Regions from separate parts of the Mus musculus genome. Here region 2 is linked to region 1. Evidence: chromatin contacts called from public HiChIP or PLAC-seq data. All regions are on one chromosome and are shown on one strand. Each heading gives the region's core, a stretch centred on a gene start, on an enhancer-like site or on the middle of the called end of the contact. The rest is flanking DNA. Distances are from core to core; before and after follow the strand shown.

Evidence for each region. HiChIP or PLAC-seq counts read pairs in DNA pulled down with a chosen protein or histone mark.
Region 2: a contact with region 1 is called in an H3K27ac HiChIP or PLAC-seq map of trophoblast stem cells, with 11 times the contacts expected there. The contact joins the enhancer-like site here to the promoter of Pgm1 in region 1. A contact is called at or near these places in 9 of 39 promoter capture datasets (the 3T3-L1 cell line, HPC-7-derived erythroid cells, cranial neural crest and 5 more), 1 of 484 Hi-C or Micro-C datasets (reprogramming fibroblasts) and 3 of 115 datasets of contacts at active chromatin or transcription factors (astrocytes, embryonic forebrain and trophoblast stem cells).

What each region holds. Positions count from the first base shown.
Region 1 is chr4:99,926,828-99,933,127 of GRCm38.p6, forward strand. It overlaps Pgm1 (phosphoglucomutase 1), which reads left to right and starts at 2,624. Exons shown (of 11, transcript NM_028132.3): 1 at 2,624-2,984. The coding sequence starts at 2,739. BC062258 (a long non-coding RNA gene) reads left to right here and starts at 2,991. Exons shown (of 2, transcript XR_003955079.1): 1 at 2,991-3,187; 2 at 3,818-5,500.
Region 2 is chr4:101,153,332-101,159,631 of GRCm38.p6, forward strand. It overlaps Jak1 (Janus kinase 1), which reads right to left. Exons shown (of 25, transcript NM_146145.2): 18 at 5,684-5,834; 19 at 5,483-5,577; 20 at 4,423-4,615; 21 at 3,621-3,745; 22 at 3,062-3,234; 23 at 1,685-1,802; 24 at 1,207-1,317; 25 at 1-259. The coding sequence ends at 164. Among named protein-coding and RNA genes, the nearest start is that of Gm24468, 30 kb to the right of the region's middle. Within about 2 kb of position 2,375, at least 45 of the 459 cell types and tissues checked have an H3K27ac peak or open chromatin away from gene starts, as enhancers often do. A contact at or near this core is called in trophoblast stem cells, where this site is marked.

The DNA of each region.
Region 1 (6,300 bases), core at 1,374-3,873:
GTTCTGACTTAAAGAGTTTTGAGGTAATAAATGGGCACTTTCAATCACCGTGTGTGTGTGTGTGTGTGTGTGTGTGTGTGTGTGTGTGTGTGTGTGTGTGTGTGTGTTATTTTGGTACATAGCACTGGAAAAGTAATTCGAAGGGATTACATAAATGATTGCTAGGATCATAGGGGCTGTAAAGGAGACGCTGGATCTAGCCAAGATTGGCTGAGTCTTGCTCAGATCCGCATAATGGCTCAGTTAACCTGTAGGGTAAAAAACTCCAAGCTCACTTCTGGGTTTTCAAAACCCACCAATCCCTGGGCTCACTCCAAGCTCAGGACTTGAAATCTCAGCAATCCCCCTCCGCCCTGGAAATCTCCAACCTGGTAAACCCTGCCCCCAAAAAACCCCATACAAGAAGCCTGCCTCTGCTCAGTTCTCTGCTGCTTCTTGCCTGAGCACAGGCAGTCAGTCACCCTTTCGTGTCTTTCCCCGTGTATCTCTTGTGTGAGGTTTGTTGTGCAGTGTGACTCTGGTATTCCTTGGCTCCTGACTGCCAGGATACCTTCCCTTCAGAGCTGTAACACTTGAATTGGGGCAGTCTTTCCCCTTAGGGCTGTAACACTTGCATAAACAACAGCCCGAGGGATAATGCATGGAGGATGTATTAAGCTAATAAGTTTTAGATGGATTTGCTATGTGGCTGAAGCTAACTGCTGCATGTTCTGAGGTGAGAGAAGTACAGATCCAGTCTTAAGTGAACAGCTTCATCATACTTCCATAGACAGTTAAGACCTCGGGAAGGGCATGCATGGGTTCCGAGTCTGAGCCCAGCACTTTGTGTGATACCATTTGTTGAGTACTTTTTATTAGTACCTAGGTGAAAGCACTAATGTAAACTATATAAATCTAAAGTGGATGTTTGTAAGACTTGGAGGATTCTATGCTATATTTTCATTTTTGAGTTAGGTAATCTCAGTCACACTCACTATTCTACCTTTAACTAATTTTCTCACCTAATGAGTTTGAAAACACAACTTACTTTACAAAAATATGACTATAAGCTGTAAATTCTTAGGAAAATATTAGAAATTATGAGCAGCTGTCAGTTTCCACATAGCTACCACAGAAGCTCAATGACAGTGATTATAACCAGCTATGCTGTATACACATAAACTTCATATCCATATACCTATTAGCATTTGTTCTGAGGCAGAACTTACATATGTCAGCCAACCTCCCTGCTTGATCAAGAGACACCAATTAGCCACTGTGAAAGTATGAGTACAAGCTCAGTTCATGGGTTATCAGTATGTTCTAGTACTGCAACTGGAGAGAGGAGCTGATAATTTTAGGCTTGATAGGTTTTAAGTACAGTCTGATGACTGCATCAACTAATACTGATTTCACGTGGACTGTACTAAGCTGGGGTCATTTCAAGTCTGTATAGGTCTATGCCTCTATGGAATGTTTCTCTCTCTCTCTCTTTCCCTCTCTCTCTCTCTCTTTCTTTCTCTCTCTCTCTCTCTCTCTGGGTGTGTGTGTGTGTAGGAATACAGGCACAGTCATCATCACCACAACCTCTTTCTTGCAGAAATCCTTTTTGAAAGGTTTTACATTTGTTTAAGATGGACACTCACAGACTTAACTTTCTTAAAGGTATTTGTTTTCTTGGTATACTAAAATGACACATTTGTCAAGCAGAGACTCTTAACAAAAAAACAAAAACAAAAACAAAAAAAAACTAAGAAAGGCAGAAGAAAATATTCCTACCGAATAATCAAATCCTTTTTGACTGCCTTAGCTCTTGCTGTTTTCACAATCACTGGGTCCGCTGTCACAGTAATCCTTTGACGCCTTATAGCTGTATCTATGTTTATCTAGGCTGCCTTCAAAGTTTCCATTTCCTAGTTGTCAAACGTGATGGATGACAGACAGGCCAACCCTGGTAAGAGCCTGCCTGGCTTGTTCAGACCCAAACTGAGCTGAACTTCCTCAAGTGATGAAGGATTTTGTTTTGTTTTTCGAGACAGGGTTTCTCTGTGTAGCCCTGGCTTTCCTGGAACTCACTCTATAGACCAGGCTGGCCTCGAACTCAGAAATCTGCCTGCCTCTGCCTCCCAAGTGATGGGATTAAAGGCATGTGCCACCACCGCCCGGCGAGGAAGGATTTTATTATCGGAATTTCTCAGTGTTGTGAGCAGAAGCACGGAAAAATAAAACCCGTACTTTTGGAAGATCTAGAAACTATACACTAAACAAATCAGTTCTTCGGATATCCACAATCACTAATGAAGTAGCATGTGGCCCACAGCAAACACATAAAAAGTAGAAAGCTGAATATAACTTTGGGGTTGAGCCTGTCCTTGCAGAAAAAAAAAAAGTCGGAGGATGGCTTTTCTGTCTTTTAGACCAGCTTCTGGAATGTATACGTGACACTCTAGTCCAATCACAGTAACGTGCTGAACTCTTCGTCCTTGCACTATGATCGATAGATGAAGCTCTGCTCTCCAGTTAAAGAGCTAGTTTCTTTATATAGACCATTGGCTCAGGTAGAGATGTGTCAGTCGGGGAGACTCCGCCCCTCTCGACCCCGTGACCCGTCCCTCTTCCCAGGCAGCCGGACTTTGGCGAAGTGGGCGGGCCGTGGGCAGGCCCTGGGCCATCGTTTCCAGGGCAAGAGCAGAGCGGACCCTGAGCCCTCTGCAGCAGCCAGAGCCGCAGCCACTGTCGCCTCGCAGCCAACCGCCACCATGGTGAAGATCGTGACAGTGAAGACGCAGGCATATCCGGATCAGAAGCCGGGCACCAGCGGATTGCGGAAGCGAGTGAAGGTTTTCCAGAGCAACGCCAACTATGCGGAGAATTTCATCCAGAGCATCGTCTCTACCGTGGAGCCGGCGCTGAGGCAGGAGGCCACGCTGGTTGTGGGCGGGGACGGCCGCTTCTACATGACCGAGGCCATCCAGCTCATCGTACGCATCGCTGCAGCCAACGGGGTAAGGGACGCGCGGGCCGGGCTGAGCGTGTGCTACGTGCGGGCTTCTCTGGGCCGGCGCTTCCGTGCGCGCCACCATCCCGTCCCCGCCCCGCGCACGCTCCCTTGACCTTGGCAGTACCCCCGCCCCCACACCCCTATTCGGCTTCCCGTCCACCCCATCCCCCCACACCCCACGTTTCGCAATGGCTATGCCGGGGAAAGGTGAGCCCGCCGTGCAGACCCTGCGTGGCGCTGTGCTATTCTGGTCTGGGATTGGGGCACCTCCCGCTGACTCGAGGCCAGGTGTTGGGAGGGCCGGGGTGACCGGAGCACTCATCCCCCTGGGGCGTTAAGCCAGCGATCTGGGCCCGCAGGTGCCAAGCCTCTCTCCCTGCCCTCTGGTTGGCTTGGGAAAGGCGCTTCCTCCCCTGCCGGGCCTGCTGCCTGGGTTCAGGCTTTTGAAAAGTCCAGTCTCTGCTGGACCTGTTCCACCAAGGGGGCTGGACCTGAATTTTCATTAAAGCAATAACAATATACCCAAGGGCTCTCTTATGCAAGCTGTCCTGACAGGCCAGGAAATTAATGCAACGCCCCCAGTTCCGCCCCCTGGTTAAGAAGGTTAACTGTCTTAATTGAGCAGGTCCACTAGAGAGGTGAAACTTTTTTTTCTCCTATAAATCTGATGATTTGTAAATGTGGATTTGGAATTGGTTATTTGTTTCTACAAGATACTTTAAAAGAAGTTTTAAGGAACACGTTTTCTTTGTATATTTACAATAACATTGGACTTTCTCTCAGCTCCTCTGGGGCCCATTCCCTTCAACAATAACTTGTATTTCAACTTATTTCAAGCTGCCTTGCCAAGCACCGTGACAAACATTTCACTGGTGTGTCTCAAGAACCCTCTTGAAGCCCTATAAGGAAGACGCTATTATGGGTACTTTAAAGTCACCGAGGAGAGTACTAAAAAGCCTGGGCAGGTTAAAGAATTTACCAAAACTATAACGGGAACATTGAATCCAGCACGGACCTTCCGGTACCACTTGAGTGGCTTCTGAAAATCGAGGGACTCATAAATTGCAAGACCTTCTTTTTCCAGTTTTCAAGATCTAAACTGAGCTCTGTATGTAGACTTTCCTGGATGGGTCAGACATTGACAAACAGAGAAAGAAGTTGGGATTTGTATCTGTATGCCCAGGAGTGTTCAGACCACCACAGCTTTCCATGTGGGAGAGAGGCCGGTCAGCTCTGTGGGGAGGATCCCTTCAGCTCCACCCTTGCTCACAGGGGCCTCATTCAGCAGTCCCCTGGCCTATGCCCAGGACAGAGAATGGGTGGGGAAAAGGAAGGCTCCCAGGCAGGAGTGAGCCTTGTCGGTAGGAGCTTTTAGCATAGTGTGAGTTTTAGGGTTCAAATGGATTTCTGCCACTTTGGGAGTACTGTGGAGTGAGAAGGAAAGCGTGAAGACAACAACAGAAAGTTACTAAACATCATCACGCATTAGCCACTGGCCTGTTGCTCTTCCCTCTTTGGCCAAACTCTAATAGTTCCAGGATTCCTACACTGCCACTCGCCACCTTATCGTCGTCTAAGCCCTGCTGCTTCCGCCTCTCTGCTGAAACGCCCCCTCAGGGAGGGTGACTCTGCTTGCTCATTCCCTGTAGCACTGTTGTGGGCCTTTACCTATGCCCTGCATTTGGCTGACTTTGCGCTTAACAGTCTCATTCCTTGTCTTGATCACGCCACTGATCGTTCCCACCATCCCATGGCTCGCCATACTTATACCCTAGGTCTTTGTCCCCAGCTTGCTGCTCAGATTCTCTTAAGCATCGCTCCTCCCCAGGGGTGATTCCCTTAAGATCAAATCTCCATAAAGCAACTGCTCCTTTCTCATAGATACCACTAGAGTAGATTAACACAATTCCAGTGAATTTATGTTTGTAAGTCATATGTGCCCATTGGAGACTAAGCTTAAGACAGGATTGCATTTTACATGAAGGTCTTTCCTTGGTACATTCAAGGGTATCAGTCCAGGACCTCTGCAGTTAGCAAATTCTGTAAAAGATTACGTCTGTAAGAAATAAATTGTCATGGTCTGTTTTCAGCGTGAGGTGCAGTTAGAGCTCATCAGAGAGTGGCGGATAAGCAGGAGACCTGGGCCTTTCTCTGCTAGCTGCTAGCTGCTAGCTGGCATCTGCTTGTCTGAACACTCTGAAAGCTGAGAAGTTGCGGGCAGGCTGCACTTTGACTGTGCCATAATTAGAAAAGGGGGTATCTCAGGTCCCAGAGTACTCACCACCAGGTAGGGCTTTGCATTGTGAGCCAGGAGAACAGGGGCTTTGGGAAGGCAGGCATGCTAGAAGAACTGAAGACTGGGCCTCTCTGGAGCATTGGTCTATGGGAGAAGAGAGAACAGGACATGATCAAGAACTTCAGAAAACCCTGACCTGTGCCAAATCAGCCATTTTTGCCTTTTCTCAATGCTGGTGCCTCTGTCTGCAAAATGGTTTATTAAAAACTGCTTCACTACTGCTAGTCTCTCGAATTTGTTATTGTATAGTGAGGGTCCTGTAAGATGGGGTGCTTAATTGCTTATAATCCACACAGTTACCTTAAATCATCTTTATATTAGAAAACTAAATATGGCATAGACGCTGTGCTGTGTGAGAATACAATGTAGGTGTCACATTTGTCTCATATTACTTTTTTTTTTTTTTTCTAAACAGGGTTTCTCTGTGTAGCCCAGGCTGTCCTGGAACTCACTTTGTAGACCAGGCTGGCCTTGAACTCAGAATTTCCCCTGCCTCTGCCTTCCAAAGTGCTGGGATTAAAGGCGTGCGCCACCATGCCCGGCTTCATATTACTTTTTAATGTTTATTTGTGTATGTGCATGTATGTGGGTGCATGTGTCACAGCAAGCTTGTGGGGGTGGGGACAAGTGTGGGATGTGGTTCTTTCCCACCATGTGGGTCTTGTGGACTCAGGCTTAGCAGCAAATGCTCTGACTGGCTAAGCTATCTCACTGGCCTCTGTATAATATTTTATTCCATTATTTTTGTTCTTTCTGAATATTAACAGCCCTTGATTGGTTAAACCCAGGGGTGTGGACCTGGTGAGCAGAAAATTCAGACTGTACCTACAGTAATGTGGACCAAAGGTAGTACGTTTGATGACTCCTTGTCTGGTTGCCCTGAATGGTCAATCACCAATATAGACAATGTTGCCAGCACAGATACAAAGCCAAACCATGGAAATGGACTTCTTGTCCACAATCTGTACACTCAGGAAAGAGCTGTCTGAGCAGGCTGGATTCCAGAATGGGCCTGAAAATGTAC
Region 2 (6,300 bases), core at 1,125-3,624, 1.2 Mb after region 1:
TATCCACACACTGAGTGACAGTGTGACATATGCATATGTGTAACTCGAGTATTTGTTGAGGAACTTTAGAGGCAGAATACAAACTTTTCACTTAAAAAACGTTTTTAAATGGCTTGGGAGAGAAGGATTTGATAAATGGGAATTTAAATGTTGTTCATGCTTCTTATTTTAAAAGTGCTTCAAATCCTTCAATAAGGTTCTGAAAAGTTGTCCGGTTAGATGGTTGGAATTCCCAGCATTTTCTCATAAGCTGATAAACCTATGAAAAATAAAAGCAAGAACAGTATGAATAATATCAGATTTGAGAGATTCTAAAAGAACAATAAGAGGCTGGAAAGTTGGCTTGGTGGATCACGTACTTGCCCCACGAGTGTAACTTAAAGTTCAGAGCATGACACACAGTTTAAAGGCGAGGCGTGGGTAGCAGCTGTAAGGCAGACTGGCCAGCCTCGCAAAGCCAGAGGGACTAACTCCAGGGAGACCCTGCCTCAGCAAACAAAGCCGGGGCAACCAAGCAGACACATCCCTCAGTCTCTGGCATCCATAAGCATCCACACATTCAAAAACACAAAATTATCAAGAATACGCTAGAAACTGCTGTCCTTTAACAAGACTAAACAACTGAGTATTTGAGCAACTTAAAATGCAGAAAATAATAGTTCATAAATGGTATTATCATTTGTTTAACTCACAGGTTAACTGATTTTCAACAAAATCCAGGTCACTATTGTGACCCTGTGAGAGGGGCAGGAAAGTTACTAATCTGCCTACCCCCTTCACCACCACTGCACCTGCCTCTGACCAGACAGTCCTGAGTATCTATGGAGGCTTGATCCAGTTTAGAATCTAGAAAACTGAAAATGCTAGTGAGTGGGGTAAATGTCTTCAGGCAATGGTAAGACCTCATCACATGTGCTCTTCTGGGAAGGCAGACATGCACGGTATGGAGGCCACAGCTCCCTGAGAGGAGCCTTGCTTGAGCAGCATATCATCCCCCGCAGGAGGGATTTCTCTCATGTCTTACCCAAGTGGATGCTGTAAATGGAACCTAGGACCTCAGAAAGAATAGCGAGTACTCTTAAGCAAGAGCCAACACTGTAGCCAGTGTAAGGCCTTCGGTTCTGTTATTCCCCTCCCATGCTGGATAAGGCAAGCTGTAAAGACATTCAAAATGCAGTTCCCTTCCCATGAAGGGGACACAGCTACCTCATCAGGACAGTTGGGTGGACATGGCAGACGCTTTCCTTCTTTCAGAGTATTCACAAGCCGTGTCACTGTCATCTGGCCATGAGTTGGGCCTATCATTTTCAGGAACAACTATGTAAAATAAAACCAAACAAAATTAAGGTGATGCTTTCAGAAGTAAGAAGAAATTAAAGCAACAAAGCTTTTCTCTTCCATAACTTCAAATGAAAATCTAAAACCCTTATTTGCGCTCTCAAGGATTGGTCCATAACAGCACATCTGAGGGGACCAACCACAGCTGTCAGTCGTATGAAAACAAAACCCCTACGGCAATGCTCAAAGTGTATCATTCTCTCTTGTGATGACCCTCACCCTAAAAACCTGAGTCGTCTTACTGAATTCTGCACTTGTGAAGGCAAACTTTGCCAGACCATGTGAGATAGCATGCTGTAACCCTCTCCATGTGGCACACTGACAAGAGGTAGCAGTTAACACTTACGGCCATGGGACTAAAATCTGAGTCACAGTAAGTGAGCAGCTCGTGCAGTGTCACTCCAAAAGACCAGACATCAGAGGCGATATAAAATTTACACTGGATTAAACATTCCGGAGCGTACCTGAAAGGAAAGCAGGGAGTGAGCCTTTTGTTCCTCCCAAAAAAAAAAAAAAAGAGTGCCTCAGGAAAGCCACTTCCCTGTTCTTGAGAATGTAAGTCACGTGCCTCTGAGGGACTCTGGCCATTCATGCTGCCACAGTGCACACAGCACACGGGACAGCAGTCCAGAGGCTCACAGCAACATCTTACTTGCCCTTAAACGAGATATCTGTGTTCCTCGTGTCCCAGGGAACATTCTTTTAGAGAGGGGACAGTCCCCTGAAGATGAGCCCCAAGTTATATCCCTGTAAGCCAGGAGTCAGCACCCTCTCTGGCATCACTATTTTGGTGAGTGATGCCCAAATGCCCATACCAGGTGTCTAGGCATCCCAGAACTGGTTTCCTGAACACTCCTCAGACAAATCCACTTCCTACTGTCCCAACCTGTCCTTCCTGGGCTACTGAAGCAGCTGACCCCGATTCCCTTGTTCCTTTCTTGTTCCTCTCCATGGTGACCTTCAGTACAGACTTTGTGTCCTTCAACTCTGGTCAAGTCCTGATGCTCTGACTCAGCCACCCCTACAGCACTTCCCAATGACACACGTGCTTTCAGTTCCCTCTTATCTCTGTCAGCAGAACAGCAGAGCTCCAGCCATGCCCCCTTCCCTTCAGCTTTTACCCAATCACACACAGCCTTTCAAACCCATGCCTGAAGCCTGTGCCACTGCCACACTAAGTTGGCTGCCTCACCCATAATTCAGGATTCACTGGCACAATCAAGGGCCTCAAAACCACTCCGTTTTTAAACGAGGAAGGAAGACTCTGGATAGGCTTTGCTGGTGGAGAGGGCCCCATGTCTGCATGAGAGGCATCAGGGTACACAGGCAGCTTTCCCCAGGAAGGTGTTCCCAACTGAGAGACAATGATGGTCAGGGCGTGGCTCGCTAACTACGGTAACTAGTGGTTCCTAAAACCTAGCCAAGTATCTATCCCTCTTGCAGGATCTCCACGACTATGGCAATGTGTACCTGTGGCCCTGCGATCCCTCCAGGGCTTCTACACGGATGTATTAAGAACGAGCCAGCCTCTTCCACCTGCTCACAGCTATGAGAACTGTGGTGGGTGTGGCTTGCTCACATGAAGCTACAGAGGCTGAAGTGATGATGGCCAGACTCTCCCATTCTCCAAAAGCTCAGAGCAGCTGATACGCACCCAAGCACAGCTTCAAGAGCCTTCAAGACAATGCTAAGCTACAAAGCACGGCCGAGCTGGTTTACATACCAGAACACTGGGCTGTCCCGGTCGTCCTTGACTGTGTAGTACTCCTTATCGGTTTCAATTGCTTTGGTTAAACCAAAGTCTCCGATCTTCACTTGATGCTCACTCTCAACAAGGACATTTCTTGCTGCTAAGTCCCGGTGAACGTATTGCCGAGAACCCAAGTAGTCCATCCCCTAAGAGAAAAGTGTGGCTCAGGCCCATTGCGAAGGTAAATGTGCTGTTGATAACCCACAGTCCTTCCCCTAAGAGCAGTAGGTCAGACCCACTGAAAAAGTCACTTCAGGTTGTGTTTTTTTTATCTTCCACAGCACAATTAGGAAAAAAAGCCATTTCATCCCCATATCACTAACAGTTTTTGTTATAAAATTAAACAATTAAAAAAAAAAAAAAGGTCCAAGTAAAGTCCACTGCTCACATTTCATGCAAATGGTGCAGAGTTAAAAACACGGTTCATTTATTACAGGCTCCCGCTGAGGTCTAATTACTAACCATTTCCCCAGGACAGAATGCCTACTTTTTTAAAAAAAACAGGCTGTTTCTTTCTGTTTGGTGTTTTTACCTTACAAATCTGGATGGCATATTTTAGCTGCTGTTTGAGGTTGATTTTGTTCTTATTCTTTGGCAGATACTCCTTTAGGCTTCCCGAAGGCAGAAACTCCATGATGAGCTTGATACCATTGCCTCCTATTTAGGAGAAAGTAGCATCAGATGAGGCTGCAGAGAGGATGAGCATGGGGCTCTGTAGACAGGGCCTGGGGGTGGAAGGTCAGCCTAGCCCCCGAAGCATGGGGAAGAAGAGCCTACCACAGGCACAGACACTTCAGTGATAAACAGGAGTCCATAGCCCCAGGTCCTGCCTCATCAGGGTACTGCAGTCCTAGTGCTTTGTGAATCTCTAGACAAGCGATCAGTTTTAAAATCATAGTCCATACCCTCTTATTACTAGTTTTAAAGCACATGCATGACTGCCTTGCAGATAAGGTACAGTATTAGTAAATGTGACTACTAAGTACTATTTGCTACCTTAGCTTCAATAAGGACAGAGCAGAAGGCCTTAGGTAGCACTAGATCAGAAGAGGAATGGGGGTGAGTAGTTTAACTTCCTTATGGCACAAGTGTGGCTATCTGGGATGCTTCCCAGCATTATACGTGAATCTGAAAGACAAAGTTCACATCCTGCGGCTGGGAGAAGCCTCCCAGGAGGCCTGCAGTTGGTAAGGACCTTGTTGTTGTGAGACCTGAATGTCTGACAGCCCACAGGAGCTGGTAAAGATGAAGCTGCGGACTGCCTACCAGCAAATGCCCTTAGGACCCAGAGAGCCACTGGACCTTTATCCCACAGTCCAGTGTGCACAACATACCGTCTTCCATGCAGATTCCTTTGTACTTCACAATGTTCTCATGGTAGAGGTTCCGTAAGATCTCTATCTCCTTCTTCAGATCAGCTATGTGGTTACCTCCACTCTCAGGCTTCAGGGACTTGACAGCTACCTGCTCCCCTGTGTTGTCTCCCTCAGGATCATATCTGCAGAGCTCAACCTTCCCAAAGTGACCCTGGAAGGAATATGTCCATGCTATCAGAGATGCCCAGACAAGCTAGATCCGCTGAGGAAATGCCTTGTTCTCAGGCTGTCTCTCACGGCCACAAGCATCACCTCGGTCTGATCTCCTGACTCCTCTCGGCTCAGCTCATCCTCACTTGACTCAATGACCTCTGCTACTGAGCGAAGACTAAGAAAGCAGCTGGTGACTAAGGGACCACTTTACCCATCAATCCCAGTTTCTAAGACAGTGTACTCTCCAGCAATGAGGCCACCTCTGCATTCGGAGGACAGCTGAGGCATTCTTTCATAGTCACAGGTCCATGCTATAGGACAGGCTAGCAGGGCTCAAAAGAGCATTTGCACAGGGGAGCTTCAAATCCCAAATATGCCACTTATCAGTAGGAGGATGACGGACGAGTGTGAAAATGCCCAGTACAGATGCTGTTAGTCCAGTACAGTCATGATGTTAAGTGAGCGTCTGAGAGTCTATCTATATGAAAACACCAACCCAGGAACTCCCGTGGTCACACCAGCTGCTACTCAAAGGAAAACCCGTGACTCATATCTTGGCACTCTCCTTATGTAAGGAATCACAGTATAATCTTGGAAGAGTCAGAGTTAGAGATGCTCCCGTTTAGTCTACATCTATGCTTGGCCCTCCTCTACAGCACAGAGAAAAGTCAAGGTACTTGAGGAAGCTGTCCCAGGTCCTGGGTATTTATGCAGTCATTCACATGCAGGTACACCTAACTTGGCATGGTCAAGTGTCCCTTGACAAAGGGCATTAAGGTGCTTCTCTTAAAGCCTCTGACGAAGGACAAAGGGGAATATGGCAGCTGTCCATGCAGACAGAGGCTAGAGCCCAAGTGTAACTTGCCTCTCCCAAGTCACGAATCCTCTTCAGGAACCGCTTTTCAAAGTGAGTGGGGTCCACCTCTGTTGTTGGCTGCTTTTCTGAAACAATGTCTGGATCTAAGTGAAGAGACAAGGAAACAGATTAGCCTCCAAGCAGTAACCAGGACTGCCACCCTCCCTGCCCCAGCAGTCTCTGAGGCTGGGACTGGCTGGCCAGACTCACTCTGCTCCTCCAGCTTGTTAATGTCCCTCATGATGGCTCGGAAGAAGGGTCTCTGGTTGGGGTCATAGTTCATGCAGCGAGTCATGAGGTCAGCTAGCTCCTTGCAAGATGGAGTCACAGGCCTGCAGCGGCTTTCATAAAACCTCTCTTTCTGTAAAAAAGAATGACGATTGGGAGACCAGGTACCCACCCTCAGACCTTCGACTCTACACCTTCAGAAACAACTGCCAATCCCTACTTCAATCCCCAGTGTCTCTGCCAAAAGGCAAATGTCCTCAATGTGGGGTTTCAGTGGCCTCTTTCCAGTATGAGGAAAGCAGTCGTGATAGTGACATATCCCAGATTCAAGGAGAAACGGTAGCACCTCCCACTCCCAAGGTGCTGTGTTCTAGGGAAGCCCGGCAGCTTCTCTGGAATTGTGTGGCAACGAGCAGCAGCCTTCCTGATCCTCCTCACTCACCCACTAATTCCAATTACCACACTGCTCAGAAACAAACCACACGAGCCATGCTTACCCTACAAAGACAGAGCAAACTGTAAATACCACAGTAAGTGAGCTACGGAAGGAAGTCAGCGCTGGACGCGCCAATTAACTCACTAAGTTCCCACGAGGAAGT